Linked DNA regions of Pan troglodytes: region 1 is linked to region 2. The links are chromatin contacts, called in public Hi-C maps. All regions are on one chromosome and are shown on one strand. Each heading gives the region's core, a stretch centred on a gene start, on an enhancer-like site or on the middle of the called end of the contact. The rest is flanking DNA. Distances are from core to core; before and after follow the strand shown. Region 1 holds the start of IGF2 (insulin like growth factor 2). Region 2 holds the start of TNNI2 (troponin I2, fast skeletal type).

Evidence for each region. A called contact is a pair of places that touch in the nucleus more often than the background predicts.
Region 1: a Hi-C map of stem cell-derived neural progenitor cells shows a contact between it and region 2, with 7 times the contacts expected there. The contact joins the promoter of IGF2 here to the promoter of TNNI2 in region 2. A contact is called at or near these places in 4 of 7 Hi-C or Micro-C datasets (blood, induced pluripotent stem cells, a lymphoblastoid cell line and 1 more).

The regions. Positions count from the first base shown.
Region 1 is chr9:6,411,121-6,417,679 of NHGRI_mPanTro3-v2.0_pri, forward strand. It overlaps IGF2 (insulin like growth factor 2), which reads right to left and starts at 3,711. Exons shown (of 4, transcript XM_016920179.4): 1 at 3,626-3,711. It overlaps IGF2-AS (IGF2 antisense RNA), which reads left to right. Exons shown (of 3, transcript XR_002938414.3): 2 at 2,416-2,587; 3 at 3,378-4,735. It also overlaps the pseudogene LOC134807324.
Region 2 is chr9:6,097,705-6,103,827 of NHGRI_mPanTro3-v2.0_pri, forward strand. TNNI2 (troponin I2, fast skeletal type) reads left to right here and starts at 2,119. Exons shown (of 6, transcript XM_024346900.3): 1 at 2,119-3,173; 2 at 3,815-4,596; 3 at 4,680-4,808; 4 at 4,971-5,060; 5 at 5,183-5,359; 6 at 6,051-6,123. The coding sequence starts at 4,686. SYT8 (synaptotagmin 8) reads left to right here. Exons shown (of 9, transcript XM_009459679.4): 4 at 44-142; 5 at 284-442; 6 at 565-732; 7 at 896-1,001; 8 at 1,097-1,230; 9 at 1,332-1,793. The coding sequence ends at 1,571.

The DNA of each region.
Region 1 (6,559 bases), core at 2,461-4,960, 320 kb after region 2:
CCTTGGCTGGGGCGCGCGCGGAGCACTGGCGCCCTCCCCGGGAACCCGAGCGCGGGCGGCGCGGGCAGGTAGCGCGGAGCGCCCTGGCGCGCACGGCCGGCTGAAATTCTGCTTTTCGTTCTTTGGGGTTTTTCTTCCTTTTGCTTTTATTTTTTTTTTCTTTGCCTTCTCCACACGGAGAGCGCGTTTGTGGCGGCAGCCCGAGCTTAGCGGGCGTCTGGGTGTAAGGAAGAAACCCAAGGGCCGCGAGGGAGCGACCAGGACGCTGCTTCCCGGGCGCTCCCGGGACTCCCAGATACCTGCTCGGTCCCCGCGTGGGAGGTCCGCAGGCTCCCCCTCGCCACTGCGCCCCACTCGCCTCCGCGCTGCGAGCCTAGGCGAAGCCGCGGCCGAGCCGCCACCGGGGGCAGGCTAGTCCCCGGCTTGGCTTGGGGGCCCGGAGCACCCCCGGTGGCCACCTCCGGCCTGCCCCGGAGCTTTGCGCGCGCCATTCGGGCCTTCGCCAGCACCAAACAAGGGTGAAACCAGTTTTGTTTGGGTAACACTGAAGAGCAGAGGAAGTAGGGAGGAAAATGAGAAACACGGGGCCCAGGAGGAGGGGGGTGCAGGGCTGCACGCCGCTGGGGTGCCAGGGGTCTCTTTTCGTTCTCTCCAAGCGAATTTTCAGGGAAAGTCTGTCCACTCCGGCTGGGGAAAGCCCAGTTCCTTATAGGCAAATATTAAACCCGCATGCAGGCGCCCAACGGCCCTGTCGGCAGGAACAAGGTCACCCCTTGGCGTTGGGCAATGTCGGGCGATGGGGCAGTGGCCCTAAGGGGACCTGTGGGGTGGGTGGGGGTACTGCCAGAGAGGGGGCACCGCTGGGGACCAGCAGAATGGTGGGGGATCCTGGGGCAACTACAGTGGGCATTGCTTGTCCCCATTGTCACCCCATAGGAGGACCCCGGCTAGAAGGGGGGCATCTCAAAGCCTGACACTGGGGAGGCAGAAGTTAATGGCCTTGGACAGGTGTGGGGAGCTGGGCAGGATGAGGCATCTCTTTCACATTAGCTTGGCAAGACAGGGAGAACCCGCCCCCACCATGAAAAACAGCCCATTTTCCACCCACAGAACAAGACACGTGGGAATGTCCCCTTCAAATTTCCGTCTGCATCAATCACCCCCATGTCCCATTCCAAGAACATCTGGCCCATCTCTCCCCACCCATCACTGCCCCCCTTCCCACCAGCCTTCTGCAGCCTCCCCGTGTCCCCAGCTCTCTGGCCTCTCCGGCTGTGCCTATAGAAGGGGGAGCCTCCAGCAGAGAACCCCGGGCTGTGTTGATGTTTTCCTCTGCAGGGTGACTTGTAAATTTGGGGGTGAGGAGCATTTGAAAGGTGCCTGTCTGCAAACCTGGTCCCCGGGAGAGCAGACTAGGTTGCCGAGGCTCCCGTCATGGACAAAACCAGGGCCCCCAGGGCCAGCTCTAGGCTCCCCCCACCTTCTGCTCCACGCCTGCTTCCCAGGCTGGGGACAGGTTGGGCATCGGGGGTGAGCCCCAGTTCCGAGTTGTGGGTTCTCCTCCTCTTTGGGGGTGCTGGGGACAATTACACCAGTGACCTGTTTGGGGGTCCCTTCCCTTTGTTCTGCCCTGCCGAGGTGCCTTTCCCCAGGGAGCCACCGATCATGCTTGGAAACGCATGCCTGGACTTTTTGAGGTAGGAAGAAGGCTGAGGGTCACCTTGGGGTGCCCACAGCAGGGTGTAGTGGCCCTGTAGGGAGGGAGGAGCAGGTGGGGGAGTGGGGGGACACACATGTTCCCCCTCCCTCATGGGGCTGCCTGCTGAGTGCTCTCCTTATTTAGTCAGAAGTGACCAGGGCAGGCTGGAGGCTGGGGCAGACGCGGGTCACCCTGGGGCTCAAAAAGCACACCGGCTCCCCTCTAGTCAAGACCAGCATCGGGGTTCTTCCTCAAGACTGGCTCCTCCCCCACTACTTCCAGCCCCCGGAGGTAGGAAGGGTCCCGCCAGCAGTCCAAGGGTGTCGGGAGGGGGCCAGGGTCTCCTCCCACCCAGAGCTTGGCTGGTGGGAACTTTAGCCCCAAGCAGCGTCCGCCCCCCAGCCGTGAACCAGCACCTCACCAGGGCAACGCTGGTCTCCTCTCCACTGGCAAACCCACATTCCACAGAGGATGAACATCCCCTCAAGGACTCAGACTCACCCCATGGAGCCTGGCCCATGCCCCAGCCTCGGCCTGTGGCTGCTCCCCATCCCCTCGCTCACCAGTCCTGAAGTGGGCCTTTCTCATTCCCGTTTCCTCCCCAGCTCTGGCGCTGAGCTCACCGCTCCGCCGTCGGTGGGACCAAGCCCAGCATTTTACAAACCCAGCTCCTTTCTCCAAGGGTCCTCAGAGTGCCCCTCCGTCACCCCCTGCAGGGCGCCGCAGACGAGGCGTTGACCTTGCGCTCGCTCCCCTCGCTGGGGAAGGACACACTCGCTGGCGTCAGCCCGGCCGGCCTGGGAAGTCAGACTAAGGACCCGAACTGCAACCCTCCACACCAGACAGCACAGACCACCCCAAGGCTGCTCAATCTGCCCAAAGCCAAAAGTATGTGGGGGATATGGGTCCAGGTTGGGGTGCTTGGGAGAGGGCCCTGGGAGAGGGGTTCAGACGGTGCACACTCCAAAGGACTGAGGCGGCGCCACTGTGTTACCATTTTATTGAGTGTCTAAGGTAAAGACACCTTTGAAAGAACACTCCCGGCTTCTATCTGGGATGGGCAAACCAGCCTGAAGGGTCACCTGCTGGATCCCTGCCTGCAGGCCCTGTCGTGGGGCAGGTGCAGGGACTCCAATCCATGTGCCTCCAGCTCCAACGCTCCCCAAGTCCTGGAGCCTCCCCTGTCACCCCAGTGCCTGACCAGTGAATGGGTGCTGTCCCCACTACAGAGCTCCCTCTGGTTGAGGCAGAAGCCACTGGCTGGGCCTTTCTAGCCACCTTTCACCCCCCTTGCACACGGGAAGCCCCGCAGGCTCCTGACCGCAATGGGATCCTGACGCCGGAGCCCCTTAGGCCCTTTGCTCAGAAGGCCTCTGGTTATTACCTCAATTCTGAACAGCCAGGAGGCCTGAGACTGTCACCCACTTTGATAAATACAGACTGACAGAAAGGTCAGGCCATTGGTGCAAGACCCCATGGCCAGCAGCCTGGGGCGGGGAGAACCCGGGGGTCTCACAGCCCCCAGCAGAGCCCAGCTTTCCTTGGGTTTTTGGGTTCTTCCCCAATGATATTTTCCCTTTTTCCCTCTCTACCCACTTTCTGCCCCCCATCTTCTCCCCTTTGGCTGCCCGCTCTCTCCCTGCCCCTCTCCCCTTCTTTGCCCTCTTTCCTCTCCCAGGAGCTCCCCTGCCAGGACCTCGGTGCCGTGGAGACTGCGGGGAACCTGCTCTGCCCACACCTGCTCTGGCCCCTGGACGGAAGCACCTGGAGCCAACCACGGAACTCCAGATCCCAGCTGTGTGACTGAATCCACGCCAGCCTCTCTGAGCCAAAGCTGCTTGCAGAAGGGGGAGATCCCAGTTCGAAGACTCCCGCGCAGAGCCTGTGGCCCTCTCTGCCAGGCCTCAGGGTGCCTGAGACACTCACCTCTCTGCCTCTGCAGTTGGCGCTGAGGCTGGGGCTGGCCGCCAGCCTCAGTTCTGGGAGCGCTGGGGTCGCCTGGGCCACAGGCCGCAGCAGCTCACCTCAGGACTGGGCTCTCTGGCCTGCTGGGGCTCAGGCTGTGGGGCAGGCTGGGCAGGGGGCTGAGCTGGCAGCGATTCAGAGCCCTGGGGCTGGGGGCTGGAATCCACCTCCTCCCACACAAGCTCGGTGGTGACTCTTCGGCCCCTGGGGAAAAACAAAAAGATATTGCTGAGATGACCTCTTTTAAAAGCAAAGCCCCCCCTCCCCATACACCCCAAGCCTGAGCCCTGTGCCATCCCCCTCCCCGGGTTCCTTCAGGTCACCTTGTCAGGATTTGGGCAGCGGCTCCCCCTCTAGCCCCTCCCCCGCCTAGAGCTCCCGTTTTCAAAGTATAAGGGAGGGAAGAAGTGGTGAGAAGTTTGCCTAGAAAGGGCTTCCCGGTGCTGATGGAGAGGCCGAGACCCTTCTGTTGGACAGCTGCCCTGTTCCTGGGTGAGGATGGGCTTCTGCCTGGCACTGGGGGTGGAGGGTGCACACGAATGGCCCGCCTTGAGGGGTCATGGCACAGAATATGAAAGCCTCCTCCACCTCCAAACACCCCCACCTTGGAAGGAGATAAGGAGGGGGCCCCAGCAAAAGCCACTGGACACACAGCTCTGCTTGACGAGGCCAGTGAGGGAGGGGGTGGCTGTGCTTCCTGGGGAAATGAACCCCCGCCCCACAGACACCACCCTGGGTGGATTGAGGAGTCTGGGTCCAGGGTGCAACAGAGAAAAACTTCATGCATGAATGAGCATTCCCAGGGAAACTGCCTTGGCCCCAGGGCCCCTCTCTGTGCCAGGGAGGCTGGGAGGGCAGCAAGGGGGACCAGGTGCGCCATCAGGAGGAGAGAAGCTAAACCTAGGGGGACATGGAGGGCCGTTGTTGCCTCTCCCGGCATTTCTCCTCAGTCTCCTGTCCAATTTCTTGCTGGTGGTCAGGAGGCATAGGGAGGCAGGAGGGAAGGAAGCTTTACCTTTAAAATGGTGTATATATATATATATATATATAAATAAAATATCTGCGCCAGAATCTCGGGCCCCTGGCTCCTCTGCAAAGTCTCCTGTTTGTCTCTGGGAATGGGATGGGGGATGCAACGGGAGGAAACTTTTCACACAGAAAGACTCTTCCTTTCACACTTGTGAAGACAGCTGTGTGTTCCCGCTGGGAAGAGCAGCCTAGCCCTCCTCCCCTACCCCTCCCATTTTGCTTGGTGAATTAGTCAAGGAAAACCTATTTTCCTTGCAAAAGCCTCAGTGGCTTTGTGCAGCCCTAAAGAAGAACCCTCTCCACAATGGCCTTTCCTGCACACCCCATCCCTGAAGTTGAGGCTGCTCTCAGGAGGCTTCCCTGCACCCTCCAGCAGCAGCAGTTCTTCCCCTCCTTCAGAAACCAGGATCCTGGCAGCTGCCCCAAGCTCCCGGCCCACCCACGCCTGAACACTTAAAGTGCAGCTTTTCTCTCACGCTCAAGGGATGGGAGCCCAGTTACCTGTACTCTAGTCCCTGCGCAGTCCCCGCAGCTCCTGGACAGTGGATAAAGAGGACCGGGGAGTCACTGGTTCCCAAGGCTCTCTGCCGAAACTGCCTGGATGATGATCCGCCGGCCTGGCCGATATTAGCAGTCACCACCAAAGCAGGGGGTGCCCTGGCTGTGGCGTCCAGACCCTCTGGCCAGGTTGACGTGGAGGAGGAGAGGGACAAAGCTGAGGCTGGAGACACGAAGGGCACTTTTAGAGTGTGCATGTTAATACGGCCCCTACAGATGGGAGAGCCTCATCTCCGCTGAGCATGGCACCTGCTCAAATGCCAACTGAAATGATGGGTTTACCCCTCACCTCCTCATCCCCTCCACTCGTTTCCCTGAGCCCCTCCGAATTTGGGGAGCTTTGTGCCAACTTGGTAGTGCTGAGGCCGCTGGGGCAGCTGGCTCAGGCACTTTCCAGCACCAGGGCATGGTACATTAGGGGGTGGAGGTTTGGCCCACCCCTGACCTGGCAGAAAGGCGCCTGTGGGCGTGGGCATAAGCCAGAAGCTCCCTGCCAGCTAGGAGGTGGGGGCTATGTGGAGGTGGTGGGGAGTGGGTGTAGCTTTACTTAGAGTGACACTTGGCAGTTACTTGACACCCCGGAATGTTGGTGGACGTGGCACTGGTAAAATCGGGGGGGGGGATAAGGGGGACAAAGCAGCATTCAAGAATGAGCAGAAAAATTGGATTTGAGGTGCTCCCAGTACAGTTATGTACTGTGCAGTTAGGTCCTTCCATCTTCCATGAGCAAGGTACTCAGCTGGGGGGGTTTTCACTTCACTGGTCACGTCTGATCTGACCTCGGACACACCCTGTGTGGTACTAAGCTCTAATGACACTGCTGCAGGGGGCACTTGCAGGCATTTCTGGATTGGGCGATTGGACAGGTTCGCAGCCTTTCTAATTAAAGCACAGACTCAAAGCTGGCAGCAGCTGGGTGAGGGTTCATATAGAAGCATCCACCAGATTGGACTAAATCACACTGGAAATTTCTAACCTCTTCCCCAAGCTAGCAAAGACTCAGGAAGAGGCAAAGACGTGTACTTTCCAGAGAGCCACCAGTCCCTACCCTCCCAACATCCATGCACCCCAACCACCTTCAGTGTGATTAGTTTTACTAGCCTGTGTTGGGATTTAATTGTCCCCTCTCCCTTTTTCTTTCAAGCCCTCGTCTTAAATCCCTTCATTAGCTGGAGGAATAGGACATCTAGTGGGGATAACAAGGATTTCAGCAGGGAAGAGAGTTAGACTTGAAGGGGATTCAAATCTGGCATGTGTTGGGGGATGTCTCAAATAAGACGTAGATGCCCCAGAGCCATGCCCTCCCAT
Region 2 (6,123 bases), core at 869-3,368:
CATGATGTCAGCACCACCTGCCCCTTGTCCCAACTCACTCCAGGTGCAACCTGATGTGGATGGCCTGGAGTCCAGCCCGGGGGGTGCTCAGCAATGGGGGCGCCTGCAGCTCTCCCTGGAGTACGACTTTGGAAGCCAGGAGGTGAAGAGCCCTGCTGTGCAGGACCAGCGGTTCTGCGAGTTTCCGGAAAGGGTGACGGGGGAAGGGCAGACCCCGTGCCCTGGGTGGTGGGGAGCTGACAGGGCAGGGGCCCTTGGCTGAGCCCACCCCCCTGGCTCCCAGATCAGGGTGGGCCTGAGGCAGGCAGCCGACCTGAGGCCTGGGGGCACCGTGGACCCCTATGCCCGGGTCAGCGTCTCCACCCGGGCCGGACACAGACATGAGACAAAAGTGCACCGAGGCACGCTCTGCCCCGTGTTTGACGAGACCTGCTGCTTCCACGTGAGTCAGGGATGGTCGGCTGGGTGGGCCTGGACGGCTGGATGGGCCTGGGCTGGGTGGGCCTGGGCAGCTGGGTGGGCCTGAGCTAGGGCAGCAGGGCCTGGCTCACGCCGCTGCCTCAGATCCCGCAGGCGGAACTGCCAGGGGCCACCCTGCAGGTGCAGCTTTTCAACTTCAAGCGCTTCTCGGGGCATGAGCCCCTGGGTGAGCTCCGCCTGCCACTGGGCACCGTGGATCTGCAGCATGTTCTGGAGCACTGGTACCCGCTGGGCCCGCCGGCTGCCACTGAGGTGAGGTGCTGGTCACCAGGCCACAGCCCAAGGCAGAGCTGGCAGGGGCCCTGCCCTATGGGCCATTGGAAAGACAGGCCTGATGGGCAGCAGCTGCGGGGGCCTGAACCCCAACTCGGCCAGAATCGCCCTCCCGGGCTGAAGCCCCTCTTGCTGCCCACAGCCCGAGCAGGTCGGGGAGCTGTGCTTCTCTCTCCGGTACGTGCCCAGCTCAGGCCGGCTGACCGTGGTGGTGCTGGAGGCTCGAGGCCTGCGTCCAGGACTGGCAGGTGAGGGTCACACCTGCCCATGCTGTTGTGCAGAGGGGGGGCCCGTGCTCAGCCCCGAGCCCTGGGATGCCCCTTCGGCAACCTTGCCCTCCCAGAGCCCTACGTGAAGGTCCAGCTCATGCTGAACCAGAGGAAGTGGAAGAAGAGAAAGACAGCCACCAAAAAGGGCACGGCGGCCCCCTACTTCAATGAGGCCTTCACCTTCCTGGTGCCCTTCAGCCAGGTCCAGGTGGGCCACCGGGAGGCAGGGGCAGAGCGAGACCCAGTGCCGGACCACGACGACTGTGGTCTTTCTCCCCCAACCCCAACCTCTGGCCTGTCTCTGCACAGAATGTGGACCTGGTGCTGGCCGTCTGGGACCGCAGCCTGCCGCTCCAAACTGAGCCCGTAGGCAAGGTGCACCTGGGTGCCCGGGCCTCGGGGCAGCCCCTGCAGCACTGGGCAGACATGCTGGCCCACGCCCGGCGGCCCGTCGCCCAGTGGCACCCCCTGCGGCCAGCCAGGGAGGTGGACCGCATGCTGGCCCTGCAGCCCCGCCTTCGCCTGCGCCTGCCCTTGCCCCACTCCTGAATGCACCACGTGCCTCTCTTTCCCCGCTGAGCCCAGGCACTTGCCCAGGCCGCCCTGCAGGACCACTGCAATAAACGCCTTCTCCTGCCACTGTGTGTCCGGCTGGAGCCTGGAGGGGATGCAGAAATAGGGCCCGGGCCCACTCACCAGGGTCCCCTGACAAGGACGGGGGAGGGGCTCCTCTCCAGACTCAGCCAGGCCCTGAGGCCTCTGACCGGTCCCTGCTTGACCCTCGGGTAGGGGTGGGGAACCTCCCCGGGAGCAGAGATCTCCCCTCTCCGGGCCGCCTGGGAAGACCGGGGAGGTGGGGGCCAGAGAGTCGGGACCACATGGGATGGGGCGGGCTAGAGCCAGCCCTGTAGGGACAGAGTGGGCAATGGTGTTTGGGGGCTGGTGAGCGTGGAGGGAGGACCCCCCAACACCTCAGAGACCTGTGCTGCAGGGCCTTCCCTGCATGAGCAGCAGGGGGCAGCAGATGCCTTCGGAAGCCGCTGGGGCCTTTAGGGGCTCAGTCCTGGCCGGATGCCCCTCCCAGTCCCCACACATCTGGGCTGCCTTAGCGGCTGGGGCCTCCACGCTGCTGTCTCCTCTGATCCTCCCCACGGGGCTGCGAAGCCGGCAGGGCTGGGGCCAAGAGCCCCCACTCCGAGAGGGTGCCAAGTCACGGTCCAGGGGGCCTCTGCAGGGTGGGGACCTGGGGGCTGGGGGGGCGATGGCCTCGGGCCTGGGTGAAAAGGGCAATGCCAGGCCTGCCTGGGCAGCCAGGAGGGCCCCAAGCCCCCACGGGTCTGAGAGGCTCCCAATGCAGGTGGTGCCATTCTCCTTAGGTTGAAGGATGTGTTCCAAGTCGCCCGGCGAGGGGACTGCAGCAGGGCGTTCTGGGCAGGCGGGAGGGGCCCAGAGGCACGTGCGGCATGCCCCTCACTCCCGGTCCTGCTCCCCAGGCAGGAAGATAGCATCACGCAGGGAGGGGGCAGCCCCCAGCCCTCGGCCGCTGTGGCAGGGCCCAGAAGGCCACATCTGGAGGTCCAGGCCTCACCCCAGAAGCCAGGCTTGCAGAAGGGGGTCAGGCCTGGGCTGAAGTGGGAAACCCATTGCAGGGGCTGAGCCGGGGAGCTGGCCCCGCAGGGAGAGGCTGTGGCTGTCGCCAGCAAGCAGCCATGTTGGTGGACTGGACGCTGACCTCGGGTGAGATGGGCTGAGGCGAGGTGTGGATACTGGCAGCGACCCCTCAGCTGACCCGAGCTGTGTGCCCCGCTGAGGCCACAGGCAAAGCCAGACACACTGTCCTCAGGCTCCTTACGAGAACGACAGAGGCATCTCCAGCACGTCACCGAGCCCTAAATAGAGTAGCCCAGCCACGGCACCCCCCACCAAGACTTCTTGGACTGGGCGGCAGCACGCGGCCAGGCCAGGCGGCCGGACAGGTGGGGAGGTCTCTGTGGCTCTCCGCGCCCCCATTGGTCTGAGGAGGACTCTATGCCCTTTCTGAGCAGGGGCCCAGCCTGGGGGAGGCCATTTATACCCCTCCCCCTGGGCCCACCAGCCCAACTCACCACTGCCGGCCTGACCTCGCTCCCAGCCCTGCTGCCCAGATTCTAGGTGAGGCCCAGCCCGGCCCGCCGAGGCCGGGGGACAGGGCGTGGCTCGAGCTAGTTTGAGGGAGGACTTCCTGGGGCGGGGGTCTGGGGGCCTGGGGGATGCCGCCAGCAGCCCCCTTTGGGGCCTGCACGGATCCGGCAGTGAGAAGGAGAGGCTTTGGGGAGGCAGCTGTAGCGAGAGGCAGGTATTAGGCAGTCCCTGACCACCAGGCTTCACCTCTGGGGACCCTGGAAGGAGAGTTTAGGGGTCAAGAAACCCCAGAACCTGAGCCCCCAGGCCAAACTGAGGAGGGATTTCTTCCATGCACTTAGGCCCAAAGCCAAAGAGAGAGGGTTAAAAATAACAGCGTCACTCAGGCGGCCATCTGCGCTGGCCCATCCCACCCTCCCTCGGGGACAGCTGCAGCTCCTCAGGCTATGCCTGGGACATTTTGGGAACACTTTCTCCTCTTACTTCTCACCCTGGGGAATTCCAAGACATTGTCCTTGAAGGAGGTGAGAGTAGGGGGAGGAGGTGAGAGTAGGGGGTGGGCGGGAGGGGGCTGTCATCAGGAGCCCTGAACCCCTCACCACCTACCTGATGGGCACAGGCATCACGGTGGCAAGGGCCTGGCCAACACCTCTGTCTTCCTCTCCCCACAGGCTCCAAGCTCAGGACCTCAGGATGGGAGAGTAAGTGGTACCCCTGTACCCCCATACAGTGACCCTGCCCACCTCCTGCCCTGTCCACCCCATCACACACTCCGACCCCGCCAGCCATGGCCCTAACCTCTGTCTTCTCTCCCCGTCCTGCCTGCGTGCTCCCTCCCTGGACAGTGAGGAGGTAAGTAGTTGCTGGGGGCTCAAAACATGACGAGGAGGGGGCCCCCCCAACTCAGCATAGGTCATAGGTCACAGCCTCAAGGCCCTAAGGCCCAGGGAAGATGGCCCAGCCCTCCCCGCTGGCAAAAGTGCCCCACCCACCCACCAAGACGCTGCTGAAAGAGAGGAAGTGGCTGCCCCGAGCCTTCTGGGGCAGGGGAAGTGTGGCTGTGGCCTGGTCACAGGAGAATCACTTCTTCTTTCTGATTCCTGCACTTCCCGCCCCCACCTCACCGGCCAACCTGCCCCCAACTGGCCCTGTGGCCCGGACTCCTCTCCCCCAGCCTCTGGCCTCCCAGCATCCTGTGCCACCTGGCAAAGTGTCACACACCACACAGCACCATGTCCCAGTGCAAGGTCTGGGGCCAGGGAGGCCCAGCCTGCCCATCATGGCCTCAGGAGCCCCCAGGCTCTGCTGGTCCCGGAGCCAGAGCCCCTGACCTGGCCAGGGACCGTGGAAAGGGGTGGGGGTGCTCCAGGCCTGGAGGCCCTGACTCAACCCCCTGTCCCTCGCCCTGCAGAAGCGGAACAGGGCCATCACGGCCCGCAGGCAGCACCTGAAGGTAGGTGTGGTCTTCCGGGGGGGTGGCCCAGGTGGGTCTGCAGGGGAGCTGGCTGCAGCCCCTCACCGTCTGCCCCACCGCAGAGCGTGATGCTGCAGATAGCGGCCACAGAGCAGGAGAAGGAGAAGAGCCGACGTGAGGCGGAGAAGCAGAACTACCTGTCGGAGCACTGCCCGCCGCTGCATATCCCGGGCTCCATGTCTGAAGTGCAGGTACCAGCCCCTCCCCGGCCACCTCGCCTCCCCAGCAGCAGGCCTGCCTGCTAACTCAGTTTCCCCACTTGTCAAGAGGGCCAGTGGGGTGGTCAGGGCAGGGGCAGGTGACCGTGGCTGCCAAGTGTCAGGACGGCCGCCCGCCCCCACACCCACCCCTAGGAGCTCTGCAAACAGCTGCACGCCAAGATCGACGCGGCTGAAGAGGAGAAGTACGACATGGAGGTGAGGGTGCAGAAGACCAGCAAGGAGGTGAGTGGTGGCGGCGGGCCGGCGGCAGGCGGGTAGGCGGTGGCCCAGCGGGCAGGCGGGGCGGGCCGGGGAGGCCGAGACCACCGGGACCTCGGGCTCCCACCCGGCTCCCCTGCCCACAGCTGGAGGACATGAACCAGAAGCTATTTGATCTGCGGGGCAAGTTCAAGCGGCCCCCACTGCGGAGGGTGCGCATGTCGGCCGACGCCATGCTCAAGGCCCTGCTGGGCTCAAAGCACAAGGTGTGCATGGACCTGAGGGCCAACCTGAAGCAGGTCAAGAAGGAGGACACAGAGAAGGTGCGTGCCACGGGGGGAGCACCACCACACCTGCCCTGCCGGGGTCCCCAACACCCACACCTGCCCTGTCCCTGGGGAGCACCACCACACCTACCCTGCCGGGGGAGCACCTCCCACACCTGCCCTGTCCCTGGGGAGCACCACCACACCTACCCTGCCGGGGGAGCACCTCCCACACCTGCTCTGCCTGGGGAGCACCACCACACCTGCCCTGCCGGGGTCCCCAACACCCACACCTGCCCTGTCCCTGGGGAGCACCACCACACCTACCCTGCCGGGGGAGCACCTCCCACACCTGCCCTGTCCCTGGGGAGCACCACCACACCTGCCCTGCCGGGGTCCCCAACACCCACACCTGCCCTGTCCCTGGGGAGCACCACCACACCTACCCTGCCGGGGGAGCACCTCCCACACCTGCCCTGTCCCTGGGGAGCACCACCACACCTACCCTGCCGGGGGAGCACCTCCCACACCTGCTCTGCCCGGGGAGCACCTCCCACACCTGCTCTGCCTGGGGAGCACCTCCCACACCTGCCCTGCTGGGGGCCCTGTACCACTGCCCCTCCAGGGTGCTATGCAGGGGACACTCCACTGCCCAATGCAGAGGGTAAACTGAGGCTGGAGGTGGTGTGGACCAGGGTGCGTGCATAAGTGGGTGAGCCTGAGCTCTCCCCTGCCCTCTCCTCCACAGGAGCGGGACCTGCGAGGCGTGGGTGACTGGAGGAAGAACATCGAGGAGAAGTCTGGCATGGAGGGCCGGAAGA